Linked DNA regions of Mus musculus: all the other regions are linked to region 7. Evidence: chromatin contacts called from public Hi-C, HiChIP or PLAC-seq and promoter capture Hi-C data. All regions are on one chromosome and are shown on one strand. Each heading gives the region's core, a stretch centred on a gene start, on an enhancer-like site or on the middle of the called end of the contact. The rest is flanking DNA. Distances are from core to core; before and after follow the strand shown. Region 1 holds the start of Msl1 (male specific lethal 1). Region 2 holds the start of Wipf2 (WAS/WASL interacting protein family, member 2). Region 3 holds the start of Thra (thyroid hormone receptor alpha). Region 4 holds the start of Rdm1 (RAD52 motif 1). Region 5 holds the start of Cdc6 (cell division cycle 6). Region 6 holds the start of Arl4d (ADP-ribosylation factor-like 4D). Region 7 holds the start of Eif1 (eukaryotic translation initiation factor 1).

What was found. Promoter capture Hi-C pulls out the DNA fragments that hold promoters and counts their contacts. Hi-C and Micro-C count contacts between places; a contact is called where the count stands out from the background. HiChIP or PLAC-seq counts read pairs in DNA pulled down with a chosen protein or histone mark. Capture Hi-C pulls out chosen DNA fragments and counts their contacts.
Region 1: a contact with region 7 is called in a promoter capture Hi-C map of pre-B cells, with 6 times the contacts expected there. The contact joins the promoter of Msl1 here to the promoter of Eif1 in region 7. A contact is called at or near these places in 8 of 39 promoter capture datasets (the 3T3-L1 cell line, the SN4741 cell line, cranial neural crest and 4 more), 2 of 484 Hi-C or Micro-C datasets (the N1E-115 cell line and cortical neurons) and 5 of 115 datasets of contacts at active chromatin or transcription factors (astrocytes, embryonic forebrain, embryonic hindbrain and 1 more).
Region 2: a promoter capture Hi-C map of hippocampal neurons shows a contact between it and region 7, with 16 times the contacts expected there. The contact joins the promoter of Wipf2 here to the promoter of Eif1 in region 7. A contact is called at or near these places in 4 of 39 promoter capture datasets (cranial neural crest, hippocampal neurons, liver and 1 more), 1 of 484 Hi-C or Micro-C datasets (cortical neurons), 9 of 115 datasets of contacts at active chromatin or transcription factors (astrocytes, cardiomyocytes, embryonic forebrain and 5 more) and 2 of 9 other capture datasets (adipose tissue and pancreatic islet).
Region 3: a contact with region 7 is called in a promoter capture Hi-C map of pre-B cells, with 6 times the contacts expected there. The contact joins the promoter of Thra here to the promoter of Eif1 in region 7. A contact is called at or near these places in 5 of 39 promoter capture datasets (cranial neural crest, frontonasal cranial neural crest, hippocampal neurons and 2 more), 1 of 484 Hi-C or Micro-C datasets (cortical neurons) and 4 of 115 datasets of contacts at active chromatin or transcription factors (astrocytes, embryonic hindbrain, forebrain and 1 more).
Region 4: a promoter capture Hi-C map of liver shows a contact between it and region 7, with 2.7 times the contacts expected there. The contact joins the promoter of Rdm1 here to the promoter of Eif1 in region 7. A contact is called at or near these places in 2 of 39 promoter capture datasets (liver and pre-B cells) and 1 of 9 other capture datasets (liver).
Region 5: an H3K27ac HiChIP or PLAC-seq map of epiblast stem cells shows a contact between it and region 7, with 5 times the contacts expected there. The contact joins the promoter of Cdc6 here to the promoter of Eif1 in region 7. A contact is called at or near these places in 7 of 39 promoter capture datasets (the 3T3-L1 cell line, cranial neural crest, embryonic stem cells and 4 more), 1 of 484 Hi-C or Micro-C datasets (B cells) and 6 of 115 datasets of contacts at active chromatin or transcription factors (SST interneurons, astrocytes, embryonic midbrain and 3 more).
Region 6: a contact with region 7 is called in a Hi-C map of regulatory T cells, with 4 times the contacts expected there. The contact joins the promoter of Arl4d here to the promoter of Eif1 in region 7. A contact is called at or near these places in 1 of 39 promoter capture datasets (neutrophils), 2 of 484 Hi-C or Micro-C datasets (B cells and regulatory T cells) and 2 of 9 other capture datasets (adipose tissue and liver).

Annotation. Positions count from the first base shown.
Region 1 is chr11:98,793,942-98,796,835 of GRCm38.p6, reverse strand. Msl1 (male specific lethal 1) reads right to left here and starts at 1,320. Exons shown (of 9, transcript NM_028722.3): 1 at 232-1,320. The coding sequence starts at 1,005.
Region 2 is chr11:98,862,306-98,865,036 of GRCm38.p6, reverse strand. Wipf2 (WAS/WASL interacting protein family, member 2) reads right to left here and starts at 1,439. Exons shown (of 8, transcript NM_197940.2): 1 at 1,135-1,439.
Region 3 is chr11:98,740,386-98,743,085 of GRCm38.p6, reverse strand. It overlaps Thra (thyroid hormone receptor alpha), which reads right to left and starts at 1,301. Exons shown (of 10, transcript NM_001313983.1): 1 at 1,080-1,301.
Region 4 is chr11:101,626,694-101,629,686 of GRCm38.p6, reverse strand. Rdm1 (RAD52 motif 1) reads right to left here and starts at 1,738. Exons shown (of 7, transcript NM_025654.2): 1 at 1,623-1,738; 2 at 1,235-1,414. The coding sequence starts at 1,718. It overlaps LOC115487916 (a small nuclear RNA gene), which reads right to left and starts at 2,321; the gene lies at 2,131-2,321.
Region 5 is chr11:98,906,475-98,909,195 of GRCm38.p6, reverse strand. Cdc6 (cell division cycle 6) reads right to left here and starts at 1,395. Exons shown (of 12, transcript NM_001025779.2): 1 at 1,215-1,395; 2 at 366-559. The coding sequence starts at 546. RefSeq lists an enhancer at 2,555-2,721.
Region 6 is chr11:101,663,940-101,666,968 of GRCm38.p6, reverse strand. Arl4d (ADP-ribosylation factor-like 4D) reads right to left here and starts at 1,428. Exons shown (of 2, transcript NM_025404.3): 1 at 1,332-1,428; 2 at 1-421. The coding sequence starts at 319.
Region 7 is chr11:100,318,285-100,321,289 of GRCm38.p6, reverse strand. It overlaps Eif1 (eukaryotic translation initiation factor 1), which reads right to left and starts at 1,341. Exons shown (of 4, transcript NM_011508.2): 1 at 1,130-1,341; 2 at 461-624; 3 at 241-342. The coding sequence starts at 1,160.

The DNA.
Region 1 (2,894 bases), core at 71-2,570, 1.5 Mb after region 7:
CCATAACACCCCCCACCACACACACACAGGTTGCCCTTTAACCCTTCCTTCCGACCCAACGTGTCAGTGATGCCAGGCTCCTAACGACCCAACATCTAAGGCACTCTTTAGCTGGTGGCCAACTTCCTCTAACCCTAACCGAGCGGGGACCTCTGCCTCCTACAGCCCCCTTCCCCCGAGCATGCGCAGAGCTCGCTCTCCATCCCTAATGCAGATTAACCCCTCCCGTACCGTATCTCTCTCGGACTTCAGCTCCTCTATCTCCTTCTCCTTGGCCTGCAACTGCTGCTGCTGCTGTTCGATGAGGTCCAATTGCAGCAGAAGGATCTGTTTGAGGCAGGCGGCCTGACTGGAGGCTCCCGAGCCGCCGCCACCCCCGAGAGGGCTCTTCCTTATACTCTTCCATCTGCCCTCACTGGCCGCCAGGGTCCCAGCAGTGGCGGTGGGCGCGAGGGGTGGTGGCCCGGGCAGAGGTAGTGGTGGGGGTCCCGCCGGGTCCGAGGCGGTGGCAGCTGGGGGAGCCGCCCCACCCTTGTCCCCAGCCCAGGGCGTAGGCTCTTTGGCCGCCGCCACCACGATAGAGCCCGTCTGAATGGGCAGCACCGCCTGATACTTGGGCCGGGGGCTGCAGCCAGCGCCGGCTGCGACTGGCTCCCCGCCGATGCCGGCTTGTTTAGTAGCTGGGGGCGGACAGGGCAAGGGCACCGAACCGCCCCAGCTCTCTTCCTGCTGCCCGGGGGCCGCCCCGGCTGGGAGTAACAAGCCCCGGCCCTTGCCGCCGCCGCAGCCGGCTGGAGAGGGCGAGGGGCTCCCGCCCTGGGAAGAGGCCAGCGGGGGCCCCGGCTCCTTGAGCTTACGATGCCGGGGGAGGAAATGGGCTTCGGCCGCCCCGGACTCGTCCTCGGGCCCGCCCAGCGCCGCAGCCCGCTCGTAGTCCAGTCGCTGCTCGGGGTTGCCGCCGGCAGGGGCCGCGGCCGCCTTGAACACTGCGGATCTCATGGTCATAGTGGTCCGGAGCAGCGCGGGGGACCGAGACGGAGGAGGGGGTGGGGAAGGGGCGAGGTGCGGGGGGTCGAGGACGGAGGAGGGGGAGGGGAGTTTGGCGGGCTCGGCTCAGCAGAGCAGCCGCAGGCCTCCGCTAACGCGGCTTCTCCGAGGCCCGGGCGCCATCCCGCCGGCGAGCGGAGAAGTGGAGGCCGCAGCTGAGGCCCGCCGCCGACCCATGGTGGCCTCGCCGCCGCCTCTGCTGCCGCCACCGTCGCCTTCGCCGCAGAGGCAGGAGCTCGCACCCAGCCGCCCCCGAGCTCATCCCCGGAGCTCGCTTCGGCCCCCCCTGCCCGGCCGGGCCCGCCTCGTCTCCCCACCCCGCACCCCCCCTTCCCCGCCCCGGCCCCCCGCCCCGGAGCTCGCCTCAGCCGCCCCGAGCCTCCATTTCCCCCCCCTTGCTCCTCCTCGGGAGGGGGTGGGAGGGACGGGTCCGCCCAGAGCCCTCCTACTCCGGGAGGGGGGGTCTGCCGCCTCCCCCGGGGGTTCTCCGCGCCGCCGGGTCCCCCTCCCCCACAGTCACCCCCGACTCCTCGGCGTTTCCCTTTAAAAAAAACGGAGCCGCCGCAGCCGCCGCCACCGCCGACCGGAGCGCGCATGCGCCGAGAGGGCAGCGGGCGGGAGCGAACCGGGAGCGGAGAGGAGGGAGGCGGGTAGCGCTATTGTGAAAGGGGCCGCGGCTACCGCTGCCGCCGCGAGGGGGAGGGGACCGAGGCGCGGGGGCCCACGAGGGGAGGTCGGGGACGAGGGCGAGGACGCAGGAGCGGGCGAAGGTGGGCTGCCGAGGCAGGGGCGGGCTGGGGAGGGAAGAAGGGCGAGGGCGGCCGCTGGTGGTTGGGGAATGCGGAGGATCCCCGGCAAAACCAAGTGCGAGAGAATGGGGTTGGGGAGGAAGGAAGGAGGTAGATGCTCCCGCCCCTCGCGGACGCCTACCGACCGCTCTGCTGAGCCGGCCTTCGTCGGATAGCCCTTCCCTGGCGACCTGGCTACGCGCCTGGCCCACACCGGAGCCCCGCGCGCCTTCGGGACCGGCCCCGACCCAGGCTCCCTTGGAGCCTGCGGCTGTTTCATGGAGTAGAAGTCAAGCTTCCACCCTCTAGGCTCCCTGGCGGTCCCACATGGGTTGGGGAAAGAAGTGAAGTTCTTTGTCTCTAAGGGATCCAGCACAGAAATGGAGGGACCTCTGGTTCCCAGAAGCAGCAAAATCCATGATGTCTGCTGCCCAGGGAGTTGTAAGCACAACCTTGGGGTGAAGTACTGCCAACTACCGACAGTTGTTTCCCAAGCAGCCATGTCTCCAGCCTTCTTAAGCTGTAGCTACTCCTAGCATCTTCTGGAAAAAGATTCAAGAAATCTATGGAGAGATGTATGCCGGTGTTAGGACTAAGTGTTCTTTAGGGCCTTCTATTGGAGCACTTCCCAATTCTCCAGGTTCATAGTGTCTGTGTGCCTTAATTTTCCAAGCAACTTTAGCCACTAAGTCCTCATAGTTCCCTATGGAAAAAACATGTACATAGTTGTAAATTAATTGGTTGCTTATCTGTCTGAAGTGCACTTCTAAAATTTTTTTATAGGAGATAGGTATAGTGGTCTACACCTTTAACCCCAGCCCTTGTGAGGCAAAGACAGGAGAATGTGTGAGTTCGGGGCCATCTTGGTTCACATAGCAAGTTCCAGGACAGGGCTACATATACCTTGTCTAAATAAATAAATAAATGTCTCAATGCGAGCAAGCAGATCTTGTCTCTATAAATAAATAAACGATAAGTTGTACAGAGAAAACAAGGACACCTGGTTCAATGCGAAATTTAGTTAGAAACTGCTTCTGCTTTGTGGGCTCTAAGCATGAA
Region 2 (2,731 bases), core at 190-2,689, 1.5 Mb after region 7:
TAAATAAATCTTTTAAAAAATATATTAAGATAGCTGGGTGGTAGTGGCACACACCTTTAATCCCAGCACTCAGGAGGCAGAGGCAAGTAGATCTCTGCGAGTTCAAGACCAGCCTAGTCTACATAGTGAGCACTAGAACAGCCAGGGCTGTTTCAGAGAGAAACCCTGTCTTGAAAGAAACAAAACAACAAACAAACAAATATAGTTTACGGGGCTGGGCAGTCATAGTGGCCCACGCCTCCCTCTGAGGTAGAGGCCAGCGGATCACTGTGAGTTCCGGGCCAATCTGGTCTACAGACTCTGAGTTCCAGGACAGTGAGGGTTACACAGACAAAGTGTCTCAAAAAAAAAAAAGAAAGAAAGAAAGAAAAGAAAAGAAAGAGAAAGAGAAAAAGAAAGAAGAATTTCAGGGATCAGATGTAGCAGGTGGATCAGGATTTAAAGGCCAGCAGAAGCGGGGACAGAGGTAGATTCCAGTGCACACCAGCTTCCTCCAGCTCCTCGTTTCAATATTATCCTTCCAGAATATGCCTTCCTAATCAGTAACTCGACCGCACACACAGCCTACGTCTAGCGAGCGCCTTCAGATTTTCATCTTCCCTCAATTTCACGCCGCTCCAACAGGGATCCTTCAACTGCAGGTGCTTCCAAGAGCATCTCAGAACATCACTCCGACTCCCTCTCATCCCACACTCTCAACATCTCCCCCAGTGTAAACACGTTCGCTCTCAATCCTCCTCCTCACCCCGATCAATCCCGAAACGTCACACCGATCCTCCTAAACTCGAGAGCATCCTGCCAATAATTACCTTTCCCCAACAGGTCCTCCCTTCCCCATCTCCCCCTCCGCGCACGGCTCCCCTCCTACCTCACCCAGAGTTGCCAGTCTTACTCACCTCACCCAACCCTTCAGGATCTCTAATTTCCTGTCTCTCAAAAAACCTCCCTCCTGCCCATTTGCTCAGTCGGTCCCCGCCGCCCTCCACTCGGATGGCCCACGCCCCCTCTCCAGGGTCTCCAGGCCCCGCCCCCAGGACCCCCTCTCCGCATCAGGCCCCTCCTCCGGTGTCCCTCCCCCCCCCCACCACAGTCCCCCCTTCCCGGCTCTCCCTCCCACTCAGGTCCGCAGGTCACCTCAGCGGCGGGCTCAGCCGCCCCGGCGTCTTTCCCACTCGGCGGGGGGCTGCTCCGGGAGCGAATCCTCCGTCACCTCAGTCCTGGTTTAGTCCTGCTCGTTCGCCCCGCGGCAAGCTCTCTCGCTCTCTCTCGCTCTCTCTCTCTCTCTCTCTCTCTCTCTCTCTCTCTCTCTCTCTCTCTCTCTCTCTCTCTCTCTCTCGCCGCCGCCCCTTTTACCAACCCGGAAATGGATCCGCTCCCACCGTCCCCAGCGTCCGCGAACAAAATGGAGGCGGGGGAAAAGGAGGAGGGAGCCGAGGGCCGAGGGCCGCGGGACGCATGCGCTCAGGGAAGCCTGCCCTCTACCGGCGCACGTGGGGGCGGAGCGCCACCATCTTGAGAAGGTCGCGAGTCCGCAGTTGGAAGTCCCGTTTGCATCTTGGGACTGCAACTGGGGCCGCCTGCGAGGCTTTCAGTAACGAGTGATGCCAGGATTCGGTCCATGAGATGCTTATTTAATTGGTTGGATGCGGCCTGAGCGTCTCGACCTTTAAAATTGCGCAGGTAGAGAACCAGTGAGCTAACTGATGTATCTCAAGTATGTTTTCTTTCGTGTTTATTTTTTTGCGCGCACACACACACACCATAAGCCCTAATATGGTCTAGAGTACCCTTGAAGAGGCCCAACAGACAAGCTCTGGTTGTCATAGCAACAGAGAGGCGAGCTTCTTCTAGCAGGTCATTGGTTAGGTCGTTGTAACCACTTAACTAGTGATCCCCAGCTCGGTAGGCTGAGGCATGGTGTTGTGAACTCCTCTATAGGTGCTTGGATGAGAGAGGGGAGTCCTTGTCGCTTGCTGGTTTCCATTGCTTAACTCTGTTGCCGATGACTAAGGATCTCATCTTCATACACAAAGCTCGCCACCACACCAAGCAACCCCATTGCTACCCTATGTCTCACTGCTTCTCCATCCAGTCAACCCAGTGACCAGGGCTGAACCTCAAGTAAAAGGCCAATATCAGCTAGCACTTAATCCCCACTCACTAACTGTGTGTTCGTGGGTCTCAGCTACCTCATAGTGTTTGTCCTTTCTCACAGTGCTTGAAGGCTCATCAGGTAATGAATGAATGGGAAAGCATGTGATAAGCCATAGCCTGTTATTATTTTTGTTTTCCCTCTGTTCTGCCCCACCCACTAGTGCTAAATGTCACATTGAACATTTGCTTTGGGCCATTCATTGAGCTCTGTACCTGGGGATGGTTCCAGATGTGACTCAAGCAGACAGCTTCTGCCCTCCGGGAGCTCACCATGCTGGTGTATGGTGCTCATGCGGGCTGGCATGTAAACAGACAGCTGACGTCCAAGTCAGTGTGCGATTAGAGTTGTGACATGTGCCGGGATGTCACAGGAGTGATGAATTCCTGCTGAAGAATGAGAAGAGATTTGTAAATGGTTTGAACTAGCCCCTGCAAGATGAGTAGAATTTTGCTGGGCTCTGTAGCTCAGAGGAGGCAGAGGCAGGCAGATCTCTTAGCTGGGGGCCACCCTGGTCTACAGAGCAAGTTCCAGGACAGCCAGGACTGCACAGAGAAATTCTGCCTCAGAACACCAAAA
Region 3 (2,700 bases), core at 52-2,551, 1.6 Mb after region 7:
GGATGTCCCCGAGTGAGCATGTAGCTGTCTGTGTAGGCATATCTGTTGTCTGCATGTCACCTTTGCCTCCCCCTTCATCTTGGACAATGGCCCCCTTCATCCCCTCCCCCTCCTGGGTCCAGAGCCAGCATTCAGGGGCAGGCCTCCCGTCTCCCTGGCTTTCCTTCTGTGTGCTCCCCCCTCCAGTCCCTAAAATGGGTGGCTCTCTTCATTGCCTCTGACATCTTCCCAGGCCTTCTTTTCACACTGGACAAGGGAGGGCCCAAGATAGAAAAGGGGCACCAGAGACACGTTGCAAGGGAGGGAAACGGGGAGCATGCACGCGCGCGCGCGCGGACACACACACACACACACACACACACACACACACACACACAGAACACGGGTCCATTTCTTCCTCTCTTCCCCAACCACAGGCCAACAATTCTCCTAATCATCTAGGGACCATCAAGTACACCCCCACTACTACAAGCTCACACTCCCCCCACCCCACCCCACCCGCCGCGTTTTTGCAATTAGGAGTGTTGCAACCAGAAAGCCATGCTCAACTGGAGAGGTGGGGAGGGGAGGGGGGCTTCTCTCTCCTCCAGCCCATGCAAGCCCCTCCACCCTGCCGCACCCACATTGCCCTTCCTAGCTAGAGACAGCTTTGCAAAGGCCATTCGGTCTCTTTGGCTGGGGGGGTGGGGGGACACGACAAGCTTCTGGCACACCGTAAACAAACCGCGGCGGGGCGGGCGGGGGAGCCTCGGCAGGCAGCGGGGCCCAACCCGGGAATGCGCAGCAGACCGGCCGGACAGAGGCCGGGGCGGGCCCTCGAAGGGGAGGCCCAGACGCCATCTCCCTGGGCGAACCCCGGGGCCCACCGACCACTTAACAGCACCTTCTTTCCCCAGGGCGTAAGTGGCTAGCTCTCGGGCTGTGACAGGGTCACCCGGGCGCCGGAAAAGACTGAGGTCGGCGGCGGGAACCCCCTGGGCGCCCCCAGCCCGCCTCCAAGCTGGCCAGAGACCCGCGGCTTTGCATAATCAATCGCGATGCATTTGCATATTAATGCCCCCTTGCTCCCTCCTCCTTACCTCGGCTTGGCGCGCTGGTCCGAGCTGAGCAACGACGCGGGGGTCTCAGCGCCCCGTGCCGGGGGCGTCCATGGGGGGCCGGTGGGGCCCGGGCCGCCCGCCTCCAGCGCCGGGGTGTGAGTGCGAGTGAGCGCGGGGGGGCGGGGGGCGAGTGTGGCGGCCCCGCGGCTCCTCCGGCAGAGGCGGCGGCCGCTCTGGCTCCTCCCTCCCCCGCCCCGCTCCGGCTGGGGCTCCAGCTCCGCGCGCCCGGCCGGCTCGCGGCTGCTCCCTGCAGGCCGCCTCGCAGTCGCCGGTCCCCGCCCCTCGCCCCCCGCCGCTCCCCAGCTCCTGGCCGGCCGCCCCGCAGCCCCTCTACCGCCTTGGCCCCTACCAGGCTCAGACTCGCCCACCTCACCCCCGCCCCCCCTACGGCTCCATCCAGGAGCGACGGTCGGTGACACGTTTTGAGAAAGATGTCATTTTCAAATAAAATAGCTTTCATTTGCGAGGAGAATTGGGGGAGGGGGGTTCTGGTTTGCACCCTGGGGTAGGGGGAGAAGGACCGAGGAGATCACTGCACCTTATAAATCCGGGAGGAAGTCCAGATACCAAACGCTAAGGGTAGTTTCAGAGTTCGGGTCCCTTCTTTGCGAACAACTCCCTGTGTGACCTTGAACACATTACAGCATCCAGGGTAAGAGCACAAAATCCAAAGGTTGGACAGGTTACTTCTGAAATCCTCCTAACTTCAACCATCCTATTTCTAGCCGTTTTGGAGGCTCGTTCCACATTGTGCCTCCTCTCTCGTTTCTAACATTAATGCTGAATCCACTGTCTCCTCTTGCAAACGTCTCTGTTCTCCATGGAAGCTCTTTCTAGTCACTGCCCACCAGCCATTCCCCAACAATATACTCCTATACTAAGCTTGGGGAATGGGGGTGGACAAGACTCGCTACAGCCCCTTATCTCCCAGCTTCTCAGAGGTGATATTTCCTCTCCTGTGTATACCATCAAAATCCAAATGGTTCAAGGGCCAATCTAAGCAACAGAGTGGCTGCAAATAGGTGGACTCCTTTTCTCAAAGGAGAGGTCTCCATGCCAGTTCCGGACCCTTGCGCGCGCACGCGCGCGCACGTGCGCCAACCACACACACAAAACACACAACACACACACACACACACACATACACACACACACCTGCATTCGTGGACATAAAACCCTGCCAGTGACGCCAGAGCCCCTTTCATCTTGGGATCTACTACCGCCAGGCAGAGGTCTAATTACCCTAGCACCCCCCTCTGGCCCCGCCGGTTCCCCCGCTATCATTAGCCCAGTTTTACCAGCGGGGGCCATAGCCTTCCCACGGCTCCCAGGGCGGAGCCCTGCCTCCACAGCCTGCTCTTGGGGAGGAGCCAGAGAGTGTGTCTGGGGAGCTGCTCTTCTAACCGTTCAGTTCATACTGGATAGAATCGTTTGCTGAGTGGGTTGCTGACCAACAGTCTCTCCAAGTTGGGCTGCCCTTGCACATCTTAGTTCCAGCCACCTACATCCTGAGCCAATGGACTCACTTCTCTTACAAGGGGTTTTAAGGGTTTACAAGGGATGAGGAGAAGGGAGAATGCCTCTCGTGGGGCTCCCGATA
Region 4 (2,993 bases), core at 489-2,988, 1.3 Mb before region 7:
GTGTGCCACCACTGCCCTGGGAGTGCAAGTCTGGAGGCCAGAAGAGAGTGTGGGATCCCTTGGAACTGCAGTTACTAGAACTGATTGTGAGCCATCCTGTGCGTGCTAGAAATCAAACTTGTGCTCTTAATGACTGAGCCATCTCTCTAGCCCTGTAATCTGTGATTGTTAACATATCCTTCATCACTCTATCAGAACCTAAAGTTTATTAAATGATCTGTTTCAAGAGCACGGGAGACTCACCACTTTGTAATCTTCCCAGTTCCACATACAGTATCTAAATGGCTGAGATGTGGCCATAGGTTAGAAACATACCAATCAAATTCCTTAAAGAATGACTGGCAAGCAAATCACCTCAGGACCTGGAAGTGGGTGATCTAAGATAGAAAAAGGTCTTGCATCATGTATGGACGTAGAGAAAATTCACTTGGGGTCACTACTAACTGCAGTTCTCAGATTTAATCAAGGTTCAAGGGAGAAGAAAAGAAAAGCAATATGGGGGCTGGTGAGATGGCTCAGTGGGTAAGAGCACCCGACTGCTCTTCCGAAGGTCCAGAGTTCAAATCCCAGCAACCACATGGTGGCTCACAACCATCTGTAACAAGATCTGACGCCCTCTTCTGGAGTGTCTGAAGACAGCTACAGTGTACTTACATATAATAAATAAATCTTAAAAAAAAAAAAAAAAAGCAATATGGATAAGAATAAGAAGCTGGGTCAGCAGCAGGTTGATACATCAAAAGTGGCCAATCAGAAATTGAAAGGACAGGTGGTGGAATTGAGAAACATGGTGAGATGTGCTGAGGCTCTGGGGGAACGGGTTCTATGTTAATATGGAATGAAGGCTACAATGTACTAAAGGATGCTTTCCCCACCTCTGGAACCTGAAGGAAGTTCTATTTTACAGTGATGACAATAAAGCATCCATTATATTAAAACTGGCAGTTGGTCAAACACATTTTAAGTCCAAATAAAATAGAAAATGTTTATAAATAATGTAAATAATAAATGTAAATGTAACATACGACATGGGATTTTCATTGGAACTCTTGGGTTTGACCACAATTACTCTCATGATGAACCTTTTATCACCTAACCATCACCTAGGATACCTGAGGCCAGAGGATCAGTGAAAACGCATCTGGAAGCACCGGGTGAATCAGGGCACCACAGAGTCTCTAGCTACTCACTGCAGAACTCGGAACGTTATCCTGAAGCCTGCATTTGCACACACCTTCACTGGTGATGTCTGAAAAAGGGGTTTCCCATCGCAAGCCTTCTGGGCTCTCTGTGCGTCCCGCGAGGAGTAAAACTTGATGATGGCGTAGAAACCAGGACGAGCCACTGCAGCGTTCGGGAAGACTCGGACTGAATACAGAAGGCCAAACTGAGAGAACACTGTGAACAGAGAATGCTGTGGGAGGCCCACCAGTGAGTGCTGACCCCCTACCTCACTTCAAGCCCAGATCCCGCCCTTCTCCGCTGGAAGCACTCCCTTCACTGGGGCTTCATCTAAGGAGGAGACAAGCCCTCGCTGGCTCCCCGTTCCTCTGCGCCCACGCGGGGCCCACGCCTCCTGTCCCCCCACTCCCTTCCCCTGCCCTCTCCGCGCAGCCCCTCACACTTAAGGCTTCGGCTGGGGGCCCAGTGCTCAGATCCCACACCAACAAAACTTTGTCGCTCTGGGTGGGAACTACGAAAGAGATCAACTCCGCCATGGTAAAGCCAGTGCGCCTGCGCAAGCTACTACCGCGAAATTTAAACCCTCACAAGTAAAGGGCGGAGCTTAACGATTTCCTTAAAACTTCCCACAAAGCACATATTTAAAATGTTTCCACCCCACATTAGCTCCAGTGCTACACTCTTTTTTCTTTTTTTTTTTCCTAAGATTTATTTATTTATGTGGTTGCTGGGACCTGAACACAGGGCCTTTGGAAAAGCAGTCGGTACTCTTAACCACTAAGCCATCTCTCCAGCTCTGGCGCAAACGAGAACTCAGTTATCGTGTACACAACCCAATCAGGATACAAACTAACGAAAGTTAAGAAGAAGAAAACACAGACATATTTAAAAAGCTGGACTGCCCTACAATCACCATGCTCTGACTTTAAAACCAACTTTACTCCCCAGAGGGGGTGCACCGTTCCTGGAGGTACTGCAATACCAGGTCGATGCGTGGAGTGGACGGAGCAAGCTCCTATTCCAACTCCTACTTCCAAAAATCCATTTAATATATTGTCCTCGGATAGAGGACGTATCAGATATTAAACTGATAAGAACAGATACTACACTTGATCTTAGCCAAAAGGCCGAGAAGCGATACCGAACTACGCCCACACGCCCCATACACTCAACACCGACCACACCTTTAATTCACAGTCACCAACCAACCGACTCAAACATGCAGCCAACACAGACTCTCCTCTTCATTGAGTACACCACCTTTACGCCACGAAAAGCCTGTAAGATTCAAGGAGGCCGAGAAGTTTTGGTTGCAGTTTTTTGTTTTTGCTCCCAGAGTTCCACAGAGCAGTTATTTGCATGCCCCGCCCAAGCGCGCCGAAAGCTCGAACCTGGACTGCTTTTTCCGCTTCTGCGCTGTAGAGCGCAACCGGGGCGCAGAGGGGACGTATTGACCTTTCCCTGCGATACAACCAGGTTCTTCTTCGCAGTCTTTCAGACCACACCCACAACAAAAGGTCCTTGAGGAAAAGGGGCCTTTCGATTTTCTGCTTAATTTATTAGTTTACAGGCGATTCCGCTAGGCTCCTCCCTAGGATCAAGCAACCAGCTTATGGTGCTTCTTCAGGTGTGGTGATAACGACTGCTTCACCACTCCAGCTCTCTCTGTTCCCACGTGTTCCTTGCGGTCTCTGGCCCCAGCCCCCATTCTCTCCTTCTCTGTCCCCTGCTTTCTCTGCCCTCGTGACTCTGTTCCCCTCTGTCTGCCTATCTGTTCATCTACCTCAACCCCTTCTCCAAGCCCTCCCTCC
Region 5 (2,721 bases), core at 146-2,645, 1.4 Mb after region 7:
GACCAGGTTGGCCCCAAACTCAAGAGACCCACCTGCCTCTGCCTTCTGAGTGCTGGGATTAAAAGCAAGCTCACCACCTCCCGGGTTATTTGTTTCCTCTTAATTTCACAAGCACGCAGGCGAGTTCCATAACACTATAACTTCAAGGGAAATGTAAAGGACAGAACTAAGGAAATGAAGATCAAACCTAGGTTCCTTAGCAAATGATCTCTAGTGTACGGCTCAACCGTGAAATTCGGTACACACTTGGCAGCCATTATGAAGGCAAATACAGCTCTGGTTTTAAGAGCCAGGCACCTCAGCATCAAGGCAGGAAAGGCTGAGAGCTCAGTCACAAAGTCGCACTCACAAAGCGGAGGGCTTACCCAGACGTTTTCGGGGACTGAGAGGCAGAAGTTTTACGTCCACACACGGAGTGGTGGGTACAGGCTGGACGTTTCTAAGTTTTACTTCACAATCCCGGGAATTGGGTTTCTTCAGGGTATTAGATAGCTTCTTTTTCGGAAAACCGATGGTAGCTTGTGTCTGGGATCTGGTTTGAGGCATGATGGCCACACAACTGGATACAAAGGAAAATCAGGAGAGCAAAGAGAAAAACACACAGAGCAATATAAATAATTATATTGGGGACCAGCACTCCATAAATCACGTTAACATAGCATTTTTAACATTTAGTTGTGCTTCCCATGCAAATCTATGTAATAAAGGGTAACGTCTGTCTGCCTAGTACGTGTAACATTCCGTTATACACATATTACACACTACAGTCTTACCATACGTCAAATGTAGACACTATTAGCCCTCTCTTAAAGAGATAGTCACAGAAACACACGGCTATCACCCTGGGCACCCTGGGACCAGAAGCCAAGTTCTTACACTTGTATGATGCCAGAAGTCTGTCTCCATTTATTTCTATAATACTTTAGCTCCTTCCCTGCAGACATGTGAGACGTCTTTAGCACTGGTTTGGTTCCAGACCGTCACCTTTAGGCTCTCCCAAGTCCTGGGCAAGGGCAGCTGCGTCCTCTGCTCAAAACTAGCCAGCACTCCACCAAACTCCCGACCCCACCCTACACCGTTTCCTCCCAGCAGCTCTCTCCTTCCCAACGCGGCGTGCTCGAACCGCTTCTAGAGCTCACAACCCCCTCCCTGACCCAGCCTCAGACCCCAGGCGATTTCCCGCTCTCCACCGGCCTTGCTCGGACCAGCCTCACCTCTCTGGACACCAGACCTCGCGGAGCTTTGCACTCTTCAGGGCCGTGTCGCTCAGTGCACACTCCTCGCGTCTCGATCACCACCGTAAAAACTCTCCCGCCACAAATTCTACAGCAGCTGCAAAGTCAACTCGCGCCAAAGCCGCTCTACTTCAGCCTTCTCGTCTCCCGCCAAAGTCCAGCCAGGCTTCTGATTAGTTGTCACTCATCACCACGCCTTCGCCGGTGACGGCCGGCAGCCAATAGGACAGCCCCAGGTCTCAGCGACCACCACGAAGTCACACCCACTCGCCCGGGAGGGCGTTAACTTTTGAGACCTCGGAGGAAAGGCGCGCGTTTACGAGCGCGTCACGCCGTAAAGCCTGGCGGGAAGTGTAGTTTTTTTTTTTTTTTTTTTTTTTTTGCCTCTACGCACATCTACTTCCGTATTTTTATTTCTACTTTGTCCTCCACCCAGCCTCCCCACCGTTGCCTAACGTCCTCATTCTACTGGGCTACCTTTGCTCATCTTATCTGCCAAACATCCCTATTTTCATTATTCTGGTGGGCTAGATTTTAAGAGGGCTACAAGGCCTACTTTTTGGGGGGCGGTCCTGTATGGCATGAAGCAAATGAATGTATAAGGTCACAGAATTTTCTGTGGGGAGGAGCTGATAACTCGAACCAGGGTATTTTTTTGGGGGGCGGGGGGGCAAGTTCTAGACCTATCTAAGCAAACTGACATCATCTCACTATTTGTTGACTTGCGCTTGCTCAGTGAGAAACAAGTGCAACACCAAACGTATAATTTCAAGGTCATACATTCCAAGTGCTGCCTTAACATCCATCTAGCTACACATCATAGGGAGTAAAATTATGTCTCTTTAATTTGAAAATCTCTTATGGCCAAGCACTAGGGTCTGGGACCCAAGGAAAAGAGTTATCGGCAAGGCAAGCTGAGCATTTAATGAAAAATGTAACTAGAGCAGCCATTTGCAGGCAGGTCAGGCTCCAAGGTTACTCGGGTTCTTCTAAAGACCAGAGCCCAATTCTAGGTAATGGTAAAGTCTATGGGATTTTGTTCTTGGTTTGTTTTGTTTTGGTTGTTATTGTTTTCTGAGACTTTTTATTTGTAGCTCTGGCTGTCTTGGAACTACGTAGACTAGGCTGGCCTTAAACTCAAGAGATCTGTCTGGGTCTGCCTCCCAAGTGCTGAGATTAAAGGTGTGCGCCACCACACCTGGCTATAGGATATATCTTTTATTGTCTGATACCAAATAAAACAGACACAAAGCTACAAGTAGGAGCACAACAGCACAATCGCCAGTTACCTCTCATTTCAAATAGCTGGGAAGAGCCAACGTAAGTGTGTGGGTCTGAGCTCGTTATTTTACCTCTATCACCTTAATTAGTCTTTATAAGCACCCGAGGAAGGTTTTTGGTTTTGTTTGGTTTGTTTATTTTTCGAGACAGGGTTTCTCTATAGCCCTGGCTGTCCTGGAACTCACTTTGTAGACCAGGCTGGCCT
Region 6 (3,029 bases), core at 179-2,678, 1.3 Mb before region 7:
CAGTCTCTGCAGAGTCCACCACAAACACCAGTCCATCTGTCCGGCGGGTGTAGGAGCGCCACAGTGGCCGAAGCTTCTCCTGACCCCCAACATCCCACACTTGGAAAGTGATCCCACGGGAACCCCCCAGGGGCACGCGGATCTTCTCAGTATTAAAGCCCTTGGTGGGGACGCTCTGGACAAACTCCTTGAACTTGAGACGGTAAAGAAGGGAAGTCTTCCCCGCGGAATCCAACCCAATGACGACGACATGCAGGGCCTGGAAGTGCGGCAGAAAGGACGAGGCTGTAGGGGCCATTTCAGTCAAGTGGTTCCCCATGGTGAGCTAGGGTGCAGGGTGGACCTCAGGAGTAGGTCTGGGACTCCAGCAGAGGCCAAGAAGAGGAGACCTTAAAACGGCAGGTAGCACAAGCTGGGGTGTCTAAACAAGGCCAAAAAAGAAACGAGAAAGGTTTAGAATAAACGAATTTGCAACTTTTGGGTCCTTCCCCTAAACCTGCACCCTACCCTTCTAAATATTCCTTTTATTAAAACAAGGTTTGCCCCAGCAGTGGTGGAGCACACCTTTAATCCCAGCACTTGGGAGGCAGAGGCAGGTGGATTTCTGAGTTCGAGGCCAGCCTGGTCTACAGAGTGAGTTCCAGGACAGCCAGGGCTACACAGAGAAACCCTGTCTAGAAAAACAAAAAAGAAAAAAAAAAAGATTTTTAAGTGCCTCTTTTTCCAAAGTAAAGAAAAAATATTTTGTGCGTGTGTGTAAGCCACTCACAGCTTGAGTGTTAAAGTCAGGACAACTTACAAGAGTATGTGGGTCTCAGGAACCAATTAGGGTCCTCATGTTTTAGGGTAGGCGCTTTTAAACCATCTCCAATGCCTTTCTCCTTCCCCTCTTCTTAAAAATAAAAAATAAAAAAAGTAGCTACAGGTGTAACAAGGCGTGCTCCTGTCCCAGGGACTCCTAGGAGAGGCCCTGAGGTCAGAGAAACTCTCGGGCACTAGGATCTTCGAGGGTGCGGATCTTGCAGGCAAGATCCGAAGTAAGGTCGTTTCCCTGCACCCCTCTCCGAGATTGAGAGAAAGCAGAAGCTGTGCTCTCCACTCCCCAGAGGAGAAATCTCGCATGAAGGAGGCGGTCGGGCAGTGTGCCCAAAGTAAGAGCACCGATGTGGGTCGGGCTCCCACAAGCACCGCATACCCACAACGGTGGCACGCCCCTGCGGGCGCTTTGACCACCACCACACGGCCCTGCAACTCTCCAGCCAGCGGTCGACGCCCGCTCCCCTAAGCCCCGCAAGCCGGCGCCTTTGCATGGTCCAGACACCCTCCTTTACCTTCAGCCAGCCGCACTCTCCGCGAGCCACGCCAACCAGACACCGACTCGTCGCGTCTCAGCCACAGCGGACTTTGCAGTGCCGCTGCTCCGGTTCCTCGTTAAAAACCCTCTCGTGACGTCACACGACGCGGCCCAATCAGCGTCCCGGAGGCGGGGACTGAGCCAGCCTCTGCAGCCCCAGCCTGGAAATGGAGAGCTCGTTCTATCCGGAACCGCTTTATTTTAATCTTTTCTACCTTATTCAGTATTTGGAACAGAGCCTGGAACTCATTAGGGCTGGGAGGTGGGACAGACTAAAGGAACAGGCGTGGCTGCGCCTGACGAGAGCATGGAACGGAATGTCTAATAATGACACTACCCCATCCACTTGCCCTCAATCCGGCTGCCCCCCCCCCATACTTTCCTTCCACCTAAAGATCTGCTCGAAGAGATTCTGACATGTTTTCGTATCTTACCTCATTCAGTAGTACTCATTCAAGTCACTGTCTTCATCTAGTTTGCAAAGCAGTATTTACCTGGAGCTCTGATACAGCTGATTCATAATACTAAGCCCATTTAATGTATATAGGAGTACGGGGACGCTGACACACCAGAAGAGGGCATCGGATCCCCTTACAGATGGTTGTGAGCCACCATGTGGTTGCTGGGAAATGGATTCAGGACCTCTGCAAGGGCAGCAGTGCTCAGTGTCAGTTAAGCCAGTGGGTCAGTATATGCCCATGTGTTCAGTAGGAAATGTCAGATCTCCTGGAACCAGAATTAGAGACAGTGGTGACTGCCTCATATGGGTGCTGGGAACCGAACCTGGGTCCGCTGGAAGAGTAATAAGTGCTCTTAACCACTGAGCCATTGCTTCAAGGGATAAGGGGGTGGGGGGAGTATTTTTTGAGACAGGGTCTTTCTATATAACCCTAGCTATCCTGGAACTCACTATGTAGACTAGGGTGGCCTCATACACAAAATAATCCACCTGCCTCTGCCTTTAAGATTAAAGGCATGAAACCAGGCAGTGGTAGTGCATGCCTTTAATCTTGGGAGGCAGTGGCAGGCAGATTTCTGTGTTCGAGGCCATCCTGATCTACAGAGTGAGTTCCAGTACAGCCAGGGCCACACAGAGAAACCATCTCGGGAAAAAAAAAGGAAAAAAAAGGATTAAAGGCATGAGCCATCATATCCAGCTATATTTGGTTTTTTTGTGTGTGTGTTTTGAGATAGGAATCTCATTATGTAGCTCAGGCTATCCTGGACATCCTAACAATCTTTGGGCCTCAGCTTCCTGCATATAGAGCATGGAGGACCCCATTACCTCACAGTAGCATGTTAGGGACTGTTGTCTGTTTCTTACAGGTACAGAAAGCTGCAGATGGATAAAAGACTTAGTTATGATCACATTTAGGTCATATGTGGCTGAGCAAGATCTGTCTGAATTCAGTGCCAGGATGCTCACTGCTTGGCAATAGTCTTCTCATGGGGAGACTCTGGGGCGAGGCAGTCTTACGTTAGACAGCCAGCATTACACAGTGAGATGCTGTCTAAAAAGCACGATAAAAGAGACTTTAAAAGACAAAGTTCAACTGGGCATAACCACAGAGTGTTATCCCAGGTACTCTGGAGGCTGAGGCAGGAGACAAGACATGGATAACCTCTCTAGGCTAGATCATGAGTTCAAGGCCAGCACGAGCAACTTAACACGACC
Region 7 (3,005 bases), core at 92-2,591:
CAGGTTACATGACGTCAACAGATTCTCCCATATACACCTTGCAAGGAGTCCCAATAAAGAAGAGTACTTCAGTCTATCCCAGTAGACACAATGGTTCAATTGACCACTGTTACTAAAACTTCCCTATGCCACCCCCAAGTACTGTTTGAAAGTGGGAATGTCTACATGTATTTAAAAGCTCAACTGTAAGGATTAGAAATTCAGGAAACCCATAATGCATTGAGGGCGGCCTAAACTCACCTCTATCAGGAACTGGCATATGTTCTTGCGCTGGTCACCCTGTAGCTGAATTACTTCTCCATATTCTGGATGCTCAATTACAGTACCATTGCAGGCAAATTTCTGCAAGGACAAAAGGATGCAGCATCTAAGAGGCCATGCCATCAACACGGACTCCCTTGACGTTTGCACCCTCTCCCTTGGTAGACCATACAACGTGCTCTCTCCACAGCAGACCCACCTTCTTAAACGCCTTCACTAGTTTCTTTTTATCGTAATCATCAGCGATCCCTTGGACAGTGGTAAGGGTCTTCCTGCCGTTTCTCTGTTGAATTCTTATATGGATATAATCCTCAGTGCCAGCAGGAAGCAGGTCATCACCCTTACTTGCATCAGCAAAGGGGTCTGTGAAGAAATAATCCGGAGGTGTCCTTTGTTGTCCCTCCGGGAACTGGCCAGTACTAGAGCTAGCTTTCTGCTCTAGGCCAGCCCTCCCGCCAAGGCTGATCACGTGCTGGAGAGACCTAGTGGGCAGGCAGCGCCCCACCCGGCTGATGCAACCTACCGGAAGCCAGGCTCCCGAGGCGGGGCCTTCCCTCCCAGCTCCGAGACAACGACGGTGACGTAGAGGACATGACGCAGGGGTGGCGGGAGGGGGCGGGTGTGGCTCGCCGAGAGGCAGGAGCCATTAGTAAATGCGCCACCCGAGACGCCGGGCCCGCCCAAGGGCTCACCTCCCACCCGTTTCTTCCGGGCACCCTCAGAGGTCGACCCTGGGCGCAGATCTCGGTTCCACGGGCATCACCACCCCTCCAGCCCGAGCTAAGATGGGCTCGCCGCGCTCGGCGGCTCTCCGAGCTCCGACCCCGCCACCCCCCCCCCAGGCCCGCGCGACCTTCCCCAGGCTCACCGAAAGAGTGGAGGTTCTGGATAGCGGACATACGATACGATTCCTTTTCCTCGGTGGAAACGGCCTGCGGAAGGCGGCTGCGGGAGAAGGCGGGCGGGGGGGACGGAGCGTCGGGAAGCGAGGGGGCTCGAGGGGGAGGCAGCTGAGTCCTCGGCGGCGGCTCAGTGACTGGGGCGGAGGGGCGGCGCCTGTATTCACTTATATAGCCGCCCCTGTGACGCCAGCGCGCTGCCCTCACGTCTCGGCCCCACCCATGGAGTCAAGCTCCCGGACGCCCGAGCGCTGCGGCTTCCTATTGGTCGGGGGGCGGAGTCAAGGCTTGACGCGTGCGCACTGGGTTTGGCCTGGAAAGGATGTTCTGTTGACTCAGGGAGGGGCGAGAGGGGGGAGGGAAAGCTTGGTCCGCCTGCGCGCTTGCGCAGTGGGCATGGTAGTTGTCTGAGCGGCCGCGAAAACTGGCGGAGGTTTCGAGCGCGCCTGCGCCTACCGCACGTTCTACCATCTTGACCCTGTTGGGGTCCTGGCACTAGCTCTGAGATGGGTCTTAGGGTGAGGATCGATTTGCTTTAAAGGGTAATTACGTGCGGGTCCTCCAAAATTCGACTGATCCAGCCACCCATCAACCTACCCTTCTCTGCACGTATTCACAGATATAGCCATTTAATCAGCATAAAATAACGTGATCAAAATTTGGACCTTATATAGGGTATCATTTGGATTAGCATGTTTTAAAATTGGTAACCAAAAATTATTATTTAGATTAATTCTTCTAAGGAAGGAAGTAGTCCCTTAGGTAGGAGTGGGGACCCCAGGAAAAAAATGTCCAAGCCTCACAGGATGCCTTTTGTCCTACAAGCCTGTGTGTGAGGTAAAGCCTTTGTAGAGTCTAGGTGAATATTTTTTTCAAAGCAGTTAACCTTTCTTTTTGTTTTTTCAAGACAGGGTTTTGGCTGTGCTGGAACTCTATAGACCAGGCTGGCCACATGGGGTCTGCTTTTGCCCCATGAGTGGTGGGATTAAAGGCAAGTGCCACCGCGCACACCTTTAATCCCAGCACTTGGGAAGCAGAGACAGGCGGATTTCCGAGTTCGAGGCTAGCCTGGTCTACAGAGTGAGTTCCAGGACAGCCAAGGTATACAGAGAAACCCTGTCTCGAAAAACCGAAAAAAAAAAAAAAAAAAAAAAAGAGACAGCCAAGTGTGATGTAACTGGGTTTGTGGGGGCCAATAGGAGAACCAGAGGCTGATAACTACTGTGTCAGACTTTATTCAAATGCTCCCCAAAGAGTGGGTGCTTTATATAAAATCTCTTAACTTAAAAATACTGCCAACTTCTAGGTATGGTGGTACATCCCAGCTCTCAGGAGAAGGAAGCCAGAGGAAAAAGTTCAAGGTCAAGTGAATTCAGTACTAGACTGGCTACTGTCTCTGAAGAACCAGAAAAATAGGCCGGGTGTGGTGGGGCACGCCTTTGATCTTAGCACTTGTGAGGCAGAGGCTGGCAGATAGATGCCTGCGAGTTTGAGACCCAGCAGATCTATACAATGAGACTTTCAAAACAAGAAACTGCTGGATGGTGGCACACACCTTTAATCCCAGCACTTGGGATGCAGAGGAAGGTGGATTTCTGAGTTAGAGGCCAGCCTGGTCTACAAAGTGAGTTCCAGGACAGCCAGGGCTATCTATACAGAGAAACACTGTCTCGAAAAAAAAAAAAAAACAAACAAAAAACCAAAAGGCCCAAAACAAATACAACAGAGAAAAAAAATGCCAAAAAGCACCACACAATTCCAACAAAAACTTGCAAGCTTAGTCAGGTGTGGTGGCACACGCCTTTAGTCCCAGCACTCAGGAGGCAGAGGTAGGCAGATCTCTGA